Linked DNA regions of Rattus norvegicus: region 1 is linked to region 2. Evidence: chromatin contacts called from public Hi-C data. All regions are on one chromosome and are shown on one strand. The core of a region is the stretch at or near the end of the contact, and the rest is flanking DNA. Distances in the headings are between cores, read along the strand shown. Region 1 has its middle 410 kb from the start of Irs1. Region 2 has its middle 450 kb from the start of Nyap2.

Region 1 (2,736 bases), core at 231-2,730, 340 kb before region 2:
GGTCATGTCAAGGCTCAATGCCCCATTGTAGGGTAATGTCAGGGTGGAGAGGTGGGAGGGAGTGGGTGGGTGGGTTACCTCATAGAAGCACTGGGAGATAGTGAATTTATGGAGAAGAAACTGGGAAAAGGGATAATATTTGAAATGTAAATTTAAAAATCCAATAAAAGAAAAAGAAAAAAATGGTAAAAAAAAAATGGATCACATGGAATATTGTCCGGAGAGCACTTAAAATTTGTGGGAAGTGGGAATTGATGGAAATGTTTCCTGGTACTACTTCTTTGGCTTTGTATTATTATTATTATGTCTTTACTGACATGGACTGGAAAACACGGGCAAGGCTGGAGTGCGGATTTTTAGGAACTAGTCGATATGCAGCAAAGAGCCAAAGCCCAAAGCTCCTCTGTGTTGAAGAATTGCCTAGGAAGAGTTTCCATTTGAATTATTTAGATTTGTTTTTATTGAAGAATTCAAAATAGTCCAAACTTGAGTTTAGTAAAAGTTTCAATTACTATTTAAAATTAGCCATATTTTAAGAGAAATAAGCCTACATGTGTTAAAGGCTGATTTAGGAAAATCAGCGTCTCCTATGCTATCACCTGAGATCTCGCTCCTTAGAAGTTCTTCAGAACCTAAATGTAGCCTGATGTCTACACTATAGATGGGGCACTGATGAACTGGATCATAGGGGGTCCTGATTCATCACCACACAAATGACCTGACGGCTTCTGTGCTAGACTACATAACCAGCTGAGGACACAGGAATGCTTACTGATTTCCTTTTCCTTTCTAGAACATCTGAATACATCTTATTTATTTATGACTTATATTCCCCTCTCACCTTATAATATTACTGAAATATCCCTCCTAGCAAGTACCTGCTTCTCAGCCTGACAGAGTGAGTCGAAATGATCTCATTATGAAAGGAACTTCCCAGTCCATTCTAATGACTGTAACAGGGTTATAGGGCCTGGAACATTAGTAACAGGTTCGTTTATATTCATTCCAATCCCTGGGTTATTTCATCAGACTACTCGCCAACTGGTCTGTAAATAATGACTTATTCTTCACTCTATCCCCAACTTAACTTAACACACATCTCAAAGTTTTAGCTCAATAGATATTCTTCTGAGTGAATGAACACCTTTTTCCCCCCAAAGGTGCAGTGAAAGTCTACACAGCAGGCTGCGGAAGAACCAGGCTTCTGGAGTGACTATGTGGCCTGACTCTCTCTGCCCTCTAGTTTAGATAGAAACTGGGCTTTCAACACTCATAGCGTGCTTTCTTCATTCTTGTAGACAACAAATGAAGGCTGCTGTGAAAAGAGTCTTGTGAAAAGAATGCATATGTCAAGTTCTAAAATATGCAGCGCCACGAGTCATGAGGATTGACACACAGACAGGATCTATGTAAATGAATTAGTGATCAAAGATAAACTTGTTAGGAAGGCAGACTTCCCCTGGCACCACTCTATACATTCTTGAGATTGTCACTGCATTATTCATGGGAAGAAAGTGTTCATGGGTCTTGGTGTTCATATACTTATTTTTATAGCCTACAATAGTCTTTGGTGGTATCTTTTTAATATATTCTTAAGGGCAGGATTTAGAACATTTTGTGATAAGACAATTTGACATACACTATTTAAAGGAATGAGTTAAGGAATCATGCTGCCGAGTTTCAAATTCCAATGCTGACTTGTTATAGAAACTCACTAAGCCTGCTTTGAGTGGTCAGCCCAGGAGTAGTACACACACAAGAAACCCTAAATAGACCCAGGGATCTGTATTTATATATTTATCTACATGTTTTTATATTTATGCAATGCATATATATGGATTTACATATATATCCTGATGATATATCTGGCTATATTATATATAATATATATAATAATGTAAAAATAAAATAATGTAAAACATTCTGAGAGTTCACATTAGAGAGATTGCACACAGGAATCTACAGGGTCCTCCAGGTCCTACTCAATATCAGCCCACCATAATAGAGCCACCAATCCTACACTCTGTGACTTGACACAGCACATGTTCATTGTAAAGCTCAAGAGACTTTAGGTAGATGCTTCCGGCTGGACTGGAAAGCACGTTCTCCTGGGCAGGCTTCTCTTGTCTGTCTGTAGCTCAGTTGGCCACTGTGAGCTGGTTTAGGATGATTTTTAGGTTTTCGACACAGAGGAGAGACAGAAATGTGAAAGGTCCATTTCAAGTTTCTAGAAAGTCCTATCTAGAAGAAGTTCTTGGTGTAAAGTGAGGCTTTCTCAGAATTCAGATGATGACAGATCACTGACTCAGGTAAGGTGACGGGGCCAGCTGATATAACATGGTGGGATGATATTGACTAGGACATGAGGAGTCTCATAGGTGCCTATGTGGAATCCCTCTAATGTGAAATTCAACTGAAATAGTTCGACTTTGGTAGATCTTCCCTGTCTCATCAGCCTCCACTCCTTCCCTTCTTACTGCAGTTAGTCCCTCTCCAAATTATATTTATATTAATAAATGAAATTTTGCTAGAAATTATTCAGTCTTGGGTTTACATGATTTTTTTTTAAGGAAAGGTCCCTTACTGTCACCATGGATAAGGTTTCTCTTCATTACTTGGGTCTCATGTTAGAAGCCATCACTTTAGAAAATGTATTTAATGTCACCAAGTAAAGGCTAAGGGACTCTTCTCTGTGTGCTCATGACACTCCTGTCTCCCTTTTCAGACACTGAAGGC
Region 2 (2,700 bases), core at 3-2,502:
CATCAGAAAAGACAAAGGAGAAGTTGTTAACATGTACCTAAGAAGTCACCCAGGGCCACTCTTCTCAAACACTTCTTGCTAGCAGGCTGTTTGGAGAGGTTCCTAAAGTTTTGGAGAGCTAGTGCTGTACTTGCTGGACAGGGCTGATGCACCAGACCTTGAGCCACGATGTCATGATTCCTTTGGAAACTGTTGAGTTGGCTACAATAAAAGCATGGTGGGCTGATTCGGTTTGTACTCACCATGCTTTGGCAACATGAAGATGCGAATTGCCTTTCTTAAAGCACAGCTTTGAGCTGCTGGGATACCTAATATCACAAAAATCTCTAGACCAGCCCTGTCGATTCCCAGGAGAGAGGGCCTGGGAGCTATCCTCCATCTGACACCAGGACACGGTTCATACTAGCAATGACGAAGGTGACATAACAGAAAGCATTAGATTGACCAAACTCAATTTGTTTGCTCTCTGGAATTTTATCGACCATCTAATGGAACCAATGGAGTAGATATCTGGCCTGCTCCCCTACACTGCAGTAACCAAATATCTGGACAGAACTAGAGCACAGCGGCTGAGGCTGAGGGTAGGAGCAGAAGCCAGGGAACTGAAACTTTCACCACAGGAGGCCTTGGCTCCCGGGTGACATGGCATTGCTAGATTCTGAGAAATCTTTGAAGTGCACATGTCTCCAAAGAAACTAATAATGTAATTCTAGATGTCTACATTTGTTTCCTTAGATACATAACACAGCACAAACAATTTGGTTGCAGTTTTAGGGGCAGTTGTTTATAGTTAAATTAAGGGGCCTTTTGAAAACCAGGAGATGGGCCGATAGCCCTCAAAGATTTAAGCAGGAACCACAATTGAAAATTATAACCTAGCTTGCTTACAAGGCTATTTTTAGCTCATTCGTCTGCTTCTGAACATATTTCTCCAGTTTATTCCTATAATACATTTCTGTTGGTCACAGAGGCTTCTCTCCCGGCTATGCTAACATGATGCTTTACTGAGACCAAAGACAGAAATGAATCAAGAAGATGAAAGGGTAACAAGGAGTTAAAGGGCCGTGCATCACTCTCAAAGAAAGCCTCCAAAGTTTCCACAAGGAAGAGTTCTGCACACTGAGAACTTTCTTTACATTCATCCAGTCTTGAGAAACCTTTAATGTCTGCAGTCAAATGAGCTAACCCTGTGTGGATGGGGAAAGGCCCTGAGTCATGCAATTCAAAGCAAGTAAGCGAGAAAAGCTGGGCCAGGCTGATGAATGGCTGTGTATTCTAACAGGGTGAGGTCATGCATTTTCCCCATGAATAGCTATCTCCCTTTTTACTATTGACTACATCACCCATTTTATTTGGGATTATTTTGTTTGGGTGTCAGGGACATTTGTTCTCGTGACTACCCTTCCCCCATAGAAACCAACATTTTATCTATAAACACAAGACACTGAACCCTTTGAAGCAGGTAGGCCCAGAGCTGTTCAGCTGTTGCCCTTGACCTAAGAGAACTTGCATTTTTTCCCCTCCCGTTTCTCAGCTCAGATTCTATTTTCCTGCCAGCATAACACGGTGGCCAGTCTCATGAAGGGTTTGCCACTTGTGCTGAATTGGCTGAATCTCTGCAAATATTTGACATACATTTAATAAGTGTCACCTCAAGCTCTAAGGGTTTACTCGTGCTGCATGCATTCCCCTTGGTTGAACGGGCAGCTTCATTCGAGTCAGACAGAAGTGTGTAACAGAGTGTGTGTGTGTGTGTGTGTGTGTGTGTGTGTGTGTGTGTGTGTGTGTGTGTTTGTGTACGAATGTGATATTCAAAAGGTAATAAACTGAAAAGCCGTATTTCATCTTCATTTTTAGCTTTAGCTTTAAAGCAGACACAAAGAAAACCAAAGCAGTTACGGATCGGGTTTTTAATCTAGTTATTCGCTCCAAGTATGTTCCCCAACTGCTTTAGTTTTTTATCTAGGGATAAGAGAGGTACAAAGAGAAGAGAGGGGGAAGTGAGCCTGTTCACCATCGCTTTTGGCTATGAAGCAGTGCTGACCATGGGCTGCTCTAATATTAACTGCATTGTAGTTTTATTGTATCATTGTTGTTTTTGGCTGTGTTCATGAAATTCCCATGTTATGACCTAAAATGAACTGGAGAAAAGTGTTTGGTGGTATAGATGGCACAGAAATAAACTTCCTTTTGACTTCCTGCTTTCTCTCAGTGTGTTTGGTGTACTTACTGTGCTTCACTTTCAATACATAATATAAAATCTTAGAAAACTGCCATTAAATAATCATAAGATAAAGTAACGAATATTTGAGAAATACATACTCTCTGTGACATATAAGCAATATTTGGCATGATGAACTCCAGATTTTCAATTGTTTTCAGAAACCTTACTATCTAAACATATAATCTTAATTTTGGAAGTGCATTTCAAAATAAAGTAGAAACAAGTATTTTTGAGCACTGGTTAACATAGTATGATTCTCTATAAAAAGCAAAGTAAATAAATGTCTTAAAATAATATAAGGTCTCCTTTAAGCATTAACTCTTTTTTTTTTTTTGGTAAAATGCATTTGTCTATAGGAATTGACATACTAGGAATAAACAAAAGCTGAATATATTGATTATGACTAGAAGATTAAATTTAATATATTGTCATTGATTTCCAAAGTCGAATATGAAAACCTCACACTTTAAGGAGTG

Evidence for each region. A called contact is a pair of places that touch in the nucleus more often than the background predicts.
Region 1: a Hi-C map of the A7r5 cell line shows a contact between it and region 2, with 2.3 times the contacts expected there. The contact joins two enhancer-like sites. A contact is called at or near these places in 2 of 12 Hi-C or Micro-C datasets (the A7r5 cell line and the Rat2 cell line).

What each region holds. Positions count from the first base shown.
Region 1 is chr9:90,645,480-90,648,215 of GRCr8, reverse strand. No RefSeq gene overlaps it. Among named protein-coding and RNA genes, the nearest start is that of Irs1, 410 kb to the left of the region's middle. Within about 2 kb of position 1,480, at least 4 of the 93 cell types and tissues checked have an H3K27ac peak or open chromatin away from gene starts, as enhancers often do. A contact at or near this core is called in the A7r5 cell line, where this site is marked.
Region 2 is chr9:90,303,778-90,306,477 of GRCr8, reverse strand. No RefSeq gene overlaps it. Among named protein-coding and RNA genes, the nearest start is that of Nyap2, 450 kb to the right of the region's middle. Within about 2 kb of position 1,252, at least 12 of the 93 cell types and tissues checked have an H3K27ac peak or open chromatin away from gene starts, as enhancers often do. A contact at or near this core is called in the A7r5 cell line, where this site is marked.